Linked DNA regions of Hordeum vulgare: region 2 is linked to region 1. Evidence: chromatin contacts called from public Hi-C data. All regions are on one chromosome and are shown on one strand. The core of a region is the stretch at or near the end of the contact, and the rest is flanking DNA. Distances in the headings are between cores, read along the strand shown. Region 1 holds the start of LOC123410542 (potassium transporter 24-like). Region 2 holds the start of LOC123413388 (aldehyde dehydrogenase family 2 member B7, mitochondrial-like).

Evidence for each region. A called contact is a pair of places that touch in the nucleus more often than the background predicts.
Region 2: a Hi-C map of leaf shows a contact between it and region 1, with 5 times the contacts expected there. The contact joins the promoter of LOC123413388 here to the promoter of LOC123410542 in region 1. A contact is called at or near these places in 3 of 6 Hi-C or Micro-C datasets (leaf and seedling).

The regions. Positions count from the first base shown.
Region 1 is chr7H:119,893,301-119,899,171 of MorexV3_pseudomolecules_assembly, reverse strand. It overlaps LOC123410542 (potassium transporter 24-like), which reads left to right and starts at 2,857. Exons shown (of 9, transcript XM_045103492.1): 1 at 2,857-3,857; 2 at 3,985-4,450; 3 at 4,579-4,632; 4 at 4,837-5,097; 5 at 5,200-5,252. The coding sequence starts at 3,819.
Region 2 is chr7H:120,307,720-120,313,591 of MorexV3_pseudomolecules_assembly, reverse strand. It overlaps LOC123413388 (aldehyde dehydrogenase family 2 member B7, mitochondrial-like), which reads right to left and starts at 3,034. Exons shown (of 11, transcript XM_045106318.1): 1 at 2,742-3,034; 2 at 1,323-1,460; 3 at 967-1,109; 4 at 722-875; 5 at 386-615. The coding sequence starts at 2,850.

The sequences.
Region 1 (5,871 bases), core at 1,608-4,107:
GATACACTGGTTTGACAGTAGGCCCCTATTGGTCATTTCTCCCTCAGTGCCGCTTCGACTATAAATAGTCACCTCCTCCCAACCATTGTTGCCTCACTACTTTGTTTGATTTGACAAGTGTTTGTCTGAGCACCCCTCTCCGAGTGAATTCTTCTGAGAGAAGACTCGAGAGCCAAACTTAGTTTATGGTTGAGCATCACGTTAAACTATATTATGATAGCTTGTGTTTATTACACTTGAGAATTGCACACTCTTTAGACGATTAAGCGTCAGTTTTGAGGAATCACACGGACTCTTGGTTACTCAAGACTCACTCCTTGAGTAGATGTACTCCATGTCCAAATCCATTGCTTCAAAGAAGAGAGAAAATATCATAAATTTAGAGCGAGCATTTCACCAAACAGTTGTCGGTGTAGTGACACCTCGGAGGACATCAACAAGGGCCAGATGGTACTTGCACGGGAGAACGAACGAGATGTGTGGAATGATGGTGTAGGCAAAGCAGCGTGGCGATTGGGTGGAGCGATGGAGGTCACAGAGCTCTGGCAAGGGCTTGTAGGGTGGCCAGGGTGGTACAACATCGCGTCTACCATGGAGGATGAGGATGTGAAGAAATAAGGAAATGATGGAGATGTGGGTCTTGGTGTGGTTTTGAGTGAGTCCGGGTGTCGAAGTCAATACGTGGTAGAGGATCGAACTCCCGCAAAATCCCCTCCCTCGTTTGTTTCTGATTGACGAGAAAACTGACGCGCGGACCGGTCCAGAGACCAATACGACATGACTCTGGACGACAAAGTATATCCGGATAGCTCAATTAGAATGTCTGCGGGCCATTTAAGGGCCCACTTTGGAGGTGCCATGAGCCGACCGAGTAAAAAAATCGCATTAGGAGTATATATTTGTTTTCCAGAATATATTAGAGGAACTCCAACCGTGTGACCCATCTCGTCCGCAGGTGTTCGTTTGGGTCGTCGCACACACAAAACTCGACCCAACGGAACGACTCAAACAGACGTGCATTCGTTTTTTTTCGACCGCAACCTATTCGAGGCCCACATTTGGGCCACATTTGCGTCGGTGCGGACACGGGACGAACACCCGTGACACCCGCCCTTCTCTTCCCCCTGGCCCGCCAGTTGGTGGCATGCATGCCACTCTCCTCTTCATTCCTTCCCCCCGACTCACCCGGGCACCACACCTCCTTCCGCCGCCGCCCACTTCCATCGACGCCGCCAACCATCCATCCATATGTGAGTCACCCTCCCAGACGCCTTCATCTCCCATCGCCGCTGCCCATATCCTCTACCTTCTCTCGGTGGGGCGCGGGGCTCTTCACCGAACGGTTTGTCCCACAACGCCCGCAAGCTATTTGACGGTTTCCCATAAGGTACCAATGGACTCCGACGATGATTTTTTTAGAATGTTATTTGTGATTCAGATGATTCTTCATCTGATGATGAGGAGATCGTGGCAGCTGCGTTGATCGCCATGACCACATAAGTATGGAGCGACAACAGTTTGGGGCTCCCTATGGGGATGCTCGATAGCACGGATTATATGCACTGGAAGTGAAAAACTGCCCTTCTGCTTGGCAGGGGTAGTATAAGGGCCATGTCTAAGCTTTCACTGTCATACTTGAGGCTGTTGCTTCCCCGGATCTCTGGATTTGGCACTCTTTCTTGGGCATGGCTGGATCTCACAGCGATATCAATGTGCTCCAACGCTCTCCGATGTTTGCTAGGATGACAGAAAGCAATTGCATGCCTGGAGGTCAATGTTGAGATCAATGACCACCAATACAATAATGGACACTATCTAGCCAACGATATCTATCCATAGTGGACACTATCAAGACAATCCCCAACCCTGTAGGAGAGAAGAGAAGATGATTTGCCCAAGAGCAAGAGAGTGCTAGAAAGGATGTAGAGCGTGCCTTTGACGTTCTTCAATCTCGATGGGGCATCATTCGGTAGCCTGTTAGAATTTGAAGCATCAAAAAGTTGTGGAAGGTGATAATAACTTATGTGATCATGCATAATACGATCATAGAGGATGAACGTCCAGAATGTCTCCGTGATCAAGGATTTCAGTTTCAGGATGACAATATTGTGCATGAGCATACATGACCAACAACGTTTGCATAGTTCACCAAGTTTCATCATCAGATGCGTGATTGGGGAACTCATATGCAGCTGCAAAATAATTTGGTTGAGCATACATGGATTCATGTTGGTTTTTTCCAATGTATTTGAAACAATTTACTATTAGTTACACTTATAAACTATGATATATTTTTATGTTTCTTGAACTATGCAATATTATATATTTAATGTTAAAATAGATCGCATGCCTGCCGCGTATACGAAAAATGGATCGGCATTGAGCGCATGATAGACACAGATGAAAAAAAACAGAATAAACATGTCAATCCAAATGGATAAAATATGGATAAAACATGCGTTTTGGATTGGAGTTGCTCTTAGGAGTATAGATATTAGATATAAAGATATAGGTAGGATCACGACCGCAATTTTTACAGCCGACATTTCGCTACCGTCCACATACGGATCCACATACGGTCTCCCTGTTCCATTCCATCATCCCTTGTCCTTTTCCGCACGTAGTACCAACGCATGCGTTCCGTGGCTCCTTGCTCGCCGCTTCACCGACGCGTACGGGCATCAGCATCCAAGTTATCTTTCACCGCCAAGCCTGCCGCGAAACCAAACTCCGAAAGAGACCCGCCAAGAGGTGTCAGTTCGCCATTACACCAAGCAGATCCCGGGTCTATTTCCTCTTTGACTTCCATATAGAAAGGACGCCCGACTAATCCGCGCACAAATGCCAGAAACTTGACCACGTTACCGCTACGCCAGAGAGGCCATCTTGAATCAAATCCGGACACCATTTTCCAGCCTTTTACCACATTGATTCACATTCAATGGATTTCAATGCATAATCAAGCCCATCATCTCAGCAACTCGACCACCATGACTTCCATGGACGGGAGAGAACGACGTTTTCCTTTTGAACAAGGCATCACCGGATCACACGAAAAGGGGCAGACGACGAAGTGGCAGGTGAATTCCATCGTGGAAAAGCAAGACCCGCGATAGCCACAGCCAGAGATCGATCCCACCGCTCATACGGTGGCATGCAAGAACCTAAGAAGAGCTACGGCAGATCAACCTGCGCCTGATACGGCTGCACACCACCTGGCACCCACCCCCGCGATCCGGCCAGTCGTCAGTGCTTGCTGACCTCCGCGGCCATAAGTAGAAGCCTCGCTCTCTTGATTCTCGGAAGGGATCAAAAGGGTTGGTAGAGGAGTGTTATTGTACAGGCAGTCGTCTCTTCTGGTTGGCCTGCTCGCTTCTTCCAAATCGTCCCTTTTCTTGTCCTTGCGGCTTAGCGTGCGCCATGCGCCTCAGGTTTTTTAATGGAGGTTTCGGACTCCTTTTCTACCGCGTGGTGAAGGACGGAGAGCCGGGCCAGGACACGAGTTGGTAGTTGTTCACTTGTTCTTGCGAGAAGCTACAAGAAGGGACGGAGCTTGCGTGGCTTGCTTCCGCTGCTCTGCGCTACTCCAAAGTCCAAGCCGAGTGATCCTGCCAAAACGGGATTTGCCTGCTGCTGCTGGTGCCAAGATCTTCTCTTCTCCGCTCCCGATTCGACGTCCGTGCTGCTGCGGGGTGGCGCGCCAGCAGCGCATGGGCGCGGCGAGGGTGGCAACTTGCGCGCCTGGCGGTTGGCAGTTGGGCAACGTGACTCGCGCGTGAGCGGAGCGGGCGGCGGGGAGAGGCGGAGGAAGGACGGGAATGGACGCGGAGAGCGGCGGCGGCGCGGCGCGCAGGAAGGTGAGTAGGGTAAGTTCTTGGATTCCTTCTGGAAGATTCGGTGTTTGTTCGGTCTGGTCTGGTTTTGGGCCCGGGGGCACCACGGTGACGGCCGTTTCTTGGTTTCTTTCTTGACGGCGGTTTGCAGCCGTGGAGCGCGGAGCTGCTGCTGGCGTACCAGAGCCTCGGGGTGGTGTACGGCGACGTGGCGACGTCGCCGCTGTACGTGTTCAAGAGCGCCTTCGCCGGCGGGGACATTGAGCATTCGGCGGGGAACGAGGAGATCTACGGCGTGCTCTCCCTCGTCTTCTGGACGTTGACCCTGATCCCGCTCCTCAAGTACGTCCTCGTCGTGCTCCGCGCCGACGACCACGGCGAGGGCGGCACCTTCGCGCTCTACTCCCTCATATGCCGCCGCGTACGCGCGGGGCTCCTCCCCGACGGCGAGGACCTCGCGGGCCGGCGCGAGGGCGGCGCGGCGCCGCCCGCGCCACTCTCGGCCGTGCGCGCCGCGCTGGAGCGGCACCGGGTCCTGCAGAGGATGCTGCTGCTGCTCGCTCTGCTCGGGACCTGCATGGTCATCGGCGACGGCGTGCTCACCCCTGCCGTCTCTGGTCGCTCCCTCCTCCTCCTCCTTCTCCTTCTCCTTCATCCTTCCTCAGAGATTAAGTTACGCTGTTGGTGTTGCATTGGTTGATGCTACGTCAGGAGCCTGACGTCTTATGGTTCCTCTCTGTTGCAGTGTTCTCCGCGGTTTCCGGGCTGGAGCTGGAGCTGGACAATGAGCAGCACGAATGTAGGTCAATTGCTTGCTCTGCTTTCGTTTATGATTGTTTGATACCGGTTTGTTATTGATATCTTTTCAGATTCAAATTGAATATATTCAAGCAATTTAATCGCTTGTCGATTGGTATTGCGGTATTTATTTTCTTCTTCTGAATGTAGTGTTGAGGGTTTGTGATTCTGCTGTGGGTTGTGACATCATGGTGTTGGTTTTCAGATATATTGCTACCGGTGACATGCGCTATATTGGTGGGCTTATTCACCTTGCAACACTATGGGACGCACAGGGTCGGCTTTCTTTTCGCGCCTATCGTTTGCTTGTGGCTTCTCTGCATCAGCATCATAGGGCTCTACAACATCATCCACTGGAATCCCCATGTGTACCGAGCTCTTTCGCCATACTACATGTACAAGTTTCTCCAGAAGACTCAGACAGGTGGCTGGATGTCGCTGGGTGGGATCCTTCTGTGCGTAACTGGTAAGGACCGAAAACAGCTGTCGTGCGGTGCCCCTGACTCCGACACTTTGAATAAATGATGATGATAAACCTGACCACATGTAAAACGATTTGAATTCTTAGGTTCTGAAGCTATGTATGCGGACCTTGGACATTTCTCTCAGTCTTCAATCAAGGTACGAGATGAGTGTGCGGATATTTGATTTGCCACATGGCATGAATTGCCATCCCTTTGCCCTAGAATTACTGTTTTTTTAATTTGTTTACTGGGCGCATATGGTCTAAACTGTTTACAAAGAGTACAGAGCCACATTGTTGAAGTAAGATGCGATGTGTGTTGTAGTTTAAATAATAATCAAAGTTCATATAAGAAACAGTTCTGCAGGATACGAAAAACAAATATTTATGTTAGGACTTGAATTTTTAAAAATGCAGATAAATAAGGGAATTGGGTAACACTTTCAAGCAAAAGTTTTTTGTTGTTGTATTAACTGAATTTGAGCTTCCACTATGTTGAAGGCGTCATTGAGTATAGTGGTAAGCGTAGTTAATTACACAAAATTAGATGGGGCAGCTTGAGTTTATACTTTCTCACTTACTGGATCATATAGTTTGTACTGATTTAGTTGATGTGTTCATTGATGACAACGGATATTACCCCATTTGGTGAAGAAGTACTCCCATGCATTCTACCTAATCATTCTACAAACAATATAGCTACTTTGTGGTGTTTATTAAGCTAGTGAGCACTATTGCTAAGAGAAGTTGTCCACTTGACTAAGCTCTTCTTTGTGT
Region 2 (5,872 bases), core at 1,785-4,284, 410 kb before region 1:
TGCCATAGAGCTTTCAGAGATCACTCAATACATACGGTGGGTAACGCATTTGTTATATCAGCTGTTTCAAAAGGTCCAAACTAGTCCTCACACCTTCTAATCCCAGTACTACGCAATCCAACAACCACCCACTTTGATATTCAAAAAGGTTATCAGGTAAATCAAAGCCCATTCTTGGTGATCCCTTTTGTTTTGACCTTGGTGGTCATGTTATGTTCGAACCTTGTCTTTCTCAACCATATTTAAATGAGATGAGGCAAATATACTGCCTCCGTTTCAAAAAAAATATATATCCTTCCCATAACTTTACTCTTAGAATAAAACGAAATAATTAGGTATGAATTTCCTTAGCAAAGAAAAATTATGAAATGGCCATGTCACGAACCTCATGCAACAGCTTAGAAACATAGAGGGCAGATAGAGGAGTTTGTTCAGCGGTCTTGAGAACAATAGTGTTCCCACAGGCCAAAGCAGGGCCAACTTTCCAGCCATACATCAAAAGTGGGAAGTTCCACGGGATGATCTGACCCACGACACCAATCGGCTCATGCAGCACCTGTACATGGTGCGGGCCATCAGCCGGTACGATGAGGCCATGGATCTTGTCAGTCCAGCCTGCATATTTCAGCAGAAATGGAGTACTCTTTGTTAGTCATGTATGGGGTTTAACTTCTTGGCTAGTATGTTTATCTATTACTGTCAGGATGTACGCTGCTCTCACCTGCATAGTACCGCATAAGCCGAGCAAGCATTGGCACTTCGATGTGGGCAGCTTGCTCATAGGGCTTCCCGTTGTCCCACGTCTCCAGTGCAGCAATTTCATCATTGTGTTTCTCTATCAAATCAGCAAATCGCAAAAGAATCCGGGACCTCTCCTGTTGAGGAAAATTTCCAACCGCCTATGAGCATCGCCGCACCAGAGTAAAAACTACAAAAGTAGCAGAAATGACAGCTGAGGGTGTGTACATAGGCAGTCATCTTTGGCCATGGCCCTTCATCGAATGCCTTGCGGGCCGCAACAACTGCACGGTCCACATCTTCGGCATCTCCTTCAGACACACGGGCAATCACCTCCCCGGTGCGAGGGTCCAGAGTCGGGAAAGTCTTGCCTGATTAGATGCAGATGCACATTGTGAGTTGGTTGAGCACATCAACAAGAACATCACTGATCAGAGGGAGGGAAAAAAAAGTGAGAAAACAGAAGCTGAAGCCTGTAGAGATCCAGTTTATGGGCCTAAAGTACTCAAGCTGAAGCTGAAGCCCACCGAACTGGCCCCATGGGCCGAGCCTCATTCATTAGCAGCTGAGCTGAAGTAGCCTACCAGATGCAGCATCAACGAATTTGCCGTTGATGAGGAGCTGTGTCTCGCCCACTTGGACAGAAGGCGAGATGGGTTCCTCTGCTGCTGCTGCAGTGCCGAACCTCTGAAGGAGTCCAGGCAACAATCCACGTGCCCCATCTGCAAGCAGAGAGTTAATGAACATAAGCCTCACTATAGCACTTTGCGAAAATGTATGGACAAATTATGTGATCTCCCAATAAACAACTATATTCGCCTATGATTCGATCTGATCTGGTGCCAAACAAATGCAAACTGGAGATGGTATGATGTAAGCAGATTTGGTATCAGGACGAGTAGATCAACCAGGTTTGGCGACGAGCAAAATGTCATACTTTTGCCCTTCTGTTCATAATTTTGCAAAACAAGTTTGCACTTGTCATTATCACCTGTAGTTTTACTTATTACTCCCCCTGTTTCATCATAATACAAAAGCGTTTTTTACACTACACTAGTATTAAAAAAACAAAAAATATTTCTCTTTTCCTTCCGGTAATGTATGACCAGCGAAATTACTACGGTCTCGCTGCATTTATAGTACAGGCGAATTACTCTGGGTCCTTCAAAAATGCATCACACATTTGTATCCACGGCGAAGCAGCAGCACAGATAATCAATCAGGCGAAAAATCATGACCTCGGTTTTCCACTGTTCCGATAACGACTGATAGGGAAAAAAAACAGATACCTTATCACGTCGGGAAAGATCTTATCTCCAATAGAAAAGTCCAAACCGCTGCCCAACAACTTGGCTCACCGATGATGACGGCGAACGAACCAAGCAGCACGCACACTACTTGGACGCAAGCGCAAAGGGTCCATTAGCCGAGATGGGAAAAGCAAGCAAGAAATAATTGGAGCAAAGCGAACGTCACATTTGATTCAAGAGCAAGGAGGCGCTTTTCTTCCCTGGAGATGGGGACTGCCAAATACTATCAGTAGAGGAGCAGGCCACAAGATCACTGTTTTCCTTGGGATGAACACGGAACAGTTGTTGTTAAACATGCGAAGAGCTTTCAATCAGCAGTAAACCAATAGGAGCATACTACTTCATGGGACAAACAAGGAGTGCTAATTTGACTGCTGGTGCCACGGTTAACTAAGCATGGGTGTCATTAAAGTTAAACTGGTGATACTTATGAGAAGCGATACAAAGCAGACTCGCTGAGATTCGGAATTACAGATCGTCAGCCCTGCTTGCCTGGATCTACAGAAAGCCATGAAGAACAAGAGGCGCAAACTCTGCTACCAGCACCAGATCATTGAATCGGGCACGGTACTAAATCCTGGTTGCAGTCTCCGGATACGGAGTTACTCCTAGTAACAGTAGGTGCAGCGGCTGCGGCCAGTACTACAGAGAGAGTATCGGAGGGAATGATCCTGGGGCAATCAATTAGCATACCTGCCCTGCGGAGCGCAGAGGGGACAGCGGCGGGGGAAGCTGCGGGCCTGGAGAGCAGGCAGCGGGAGACGAGCGAGGAGGCGGCCCTCCTCGTGGCGGCAGCAGCCATGATGATGATCTCGGCGGAGGCAGGAAGAATCTGTTGGTTTGCGCCGGATCAGCAATCAATTCTTCTCGTCCTCCGGGTTCAGAGGCTCAGTAGTAAATGGTAGGGCGTCCCCAGCTGCGCGGAGGGGGAAAGAGTGCTGAGGAGCAGTGATGGTGGCGGCTTGGATTTGGCTTCGGTGCTGAGGCGAAAGCGAGGGGGTTTAATAGGCTCGGATGTGGACTTTGGGAGGATAAAATAGGCCCATTTCTGGGGATTTTTTGTGGTGGGTTGGAGCAGTCCAGGGAGGAAAAAGATAATTGTGCCCAGGTGAGAATTAATGAATGGTGGATTGATTGGGCAGTTCTGGTAATTTTGTGGTTCATTTTAACTTGATGGGAGGGATACTTTTCTTTTTTCGACTGTTTATACAGGAGGGAGAGGGACTTTGTTGTCAGACTGCACGTGAAGGCTAGACTTTCAAGGTTGTGGAAAACATTACACCGTGGCGTACACATCGGAGACAAATCTGCACGCACGCTCCTCCCCGTGCCGTGCGCATCCGTAAATGGCGCGATGCCTTCACGTACGACGGACAATTCTGAAGGACGGAGCACCGGCGCGTTAACAACACGGTTTACCACAGCGTCGCCGGCCAGGGAAGATCGAATTTCACCACCGTGCGCGGCAACAGGACGGCGAGCGGGCCCCGCGTTAACAACCATTTCCAGCGAAGATAAAATCGCTAGTACTACTTGCTGACCGTCGACTCGCGTTACACGTTAGTGGTGTTTCTTTCTAGTGACTTTTTGACGTAGAAACTAAAAAAGTCTTTTTTTAAGGGGTGTTTTTTTGGAATTTGATGTAGGGATTAAAAAAAGTTTTTTTAGAGGGTGCTTGATATGTTTTAGTCCCATGACTAAAAGTAATGAGACTAAAACTTGCTAGCCTCATCCATGTTTGGATCCAAGTACTAAAAAGACTAAAATCAAGTTAATTAGCATTTATTATCCTCCAAACCCTCCAATTCAGAACTTGCATGAGGAGTTAAATGAGGAGAGAGAGGACCAATGCATATTTTAGTAGGGGTACCCCTGACTAAAATACTTTAGCCACAAGACTAGTTTTAGCCTCTCTTTAGTCAGGGGTGCTTGAAACTTTAGCCTCTTAAAAAGACTAGTTTTAGTCAGACTAGTTTTAGAGGGTGCTTGGATCCAAGAGACTAAAACTAGTCTCTTTAAGAGGCTAAAGTTCCAAGCACCCTTGACTAAAGAGAGGCTAAAACTAGTCTTGAGGCTAAAATCTTTTAGTCAGGGGTACACCTACTAAAATGTGCATTAGTCCTCTTTCTCCTCATTTAACTCATCATCAAAGTTCTAGATTGAAGGGTTTGGAGGATAATAAATGATCATTAACTTGATTTTAGTCTCTTTAGTATTTGGATCCAAGCATCGGTGAGGTTAGCAAGTTTTAGTCTCATTACTTTTAGTCATGGAACTAAAACGTATCCAAGCACCCTTTTAGTCTCTTGGATCCAAGCACCCTCTTAGTCCCATGTGAAATGAACGGGAGGGACTTTTAGGGACTAAAAGAGGATATTTGGGACTAAAGGAAGAAGTCTCTATGGGAGGGATTTTTTGGGATTTTTTTGGCACTTTTTCCAACAGTGTCCCTACTTTTAGCATGTCATTTAATATCTTCTAGTATATTATTATGGATAACATGGTCTTTTTGCATATCATTTAGTGGCCTCTAGTCCATTTTTAGTCCTTGAAAAAACAAATAGGGACTAAAGACTTTTTAATTGAGACTAAAAAAATCCTAAGACTTTTAAAAAAACAGGGCCCTCGACGTTCCAGTCGGTACCAGCCATGCCCCCGAAATGTTGGCAGAAACAAAAAGGACGTGTGGCCCGAACCATCCTGCGGCCATCAATGGGGCTGCAAAAGGCAGCCCAATTTCTCTGGCTGTTCTTGGCCCGGTTAGGTAGGTCAGGCAACATGGCGGGGTGCACCACGTAACAGGAGGCGCCGGCACGGACGCATTGCATGCGTGCTGCGTTCATGCCACTGCCGTCTGCCGCGCTGCCGATCGTATCCGTGTGTATGGTTTCAGTTGTGTTCTCACTCTTGTGCAGCCATGTATGACCTCAACAGTGGTGCGGCCGCAGCCACGCAGAGGAACATACATATTATAAGGCTGCATCATTGAGCATCCATCTCTCGTTGGCGAGAACGCAGAGGGGGCGAAAAGAGGTGTGTGAAAAGTCCATATCATTATGATAGGTCTTTGGCATACTCTCAAAAAAAAAGCTCATATCATGGTTGCGGGTCAAGGAAGGATTACCATCATAACTGGAGAGTAGAGAGTTTTATTTCTTTATTTATTTATTTTGCAAATAGGAGAGTAGAGAGCATTGCCGTCTCGATCACGAACGCTTGACAATGGCAGGTCTGAACTGAACATCCTGTCCACATGCAGCTACAGGACAGGAGATAAACCTCACATGGCCGATGCAAACAAGCGGCACCAGAGCAGGAATGTGCACGCTCCTCCCCGTGCCCTGCGCATCCGTAAAGTGCCGATGCCATCACGTACCCAGGGGCGGTGCTAGCTATTTGGCAAGGTTTGGCTGCTGCCACACCTAATATTTTCTGCAAATACATCTTAATATGCATACTAGTATATGTACAACTTCGAACCGGTAAGATTCAAGCGTGTTAGGCCTGATTGTTGATCAAGTGTTGGACTGGTCTATGCTTGTGAGTTGGGACTTGACTGTACAGACGAATTAAAACACAGATATATGATCCAACCGGCCAACTGGCAATTGCAAGTTTAAAAACCCTAGAAAGTCAAAACCCTCGTGAATCTATAATTTTGCATGGAGATGCAGTCAGCGAGTAGTGTCCGTCTGCTTGTGAGTTGGGCGAGAAAATGAGGGCGGGTACAAATGAGATGTACATGGAAGGCGCCGAAGAAGAAAAGAGGAAGTGCATAATGAAATATAATTTAGAATGTTTTAGGTTGTATTTGCTGAACACAA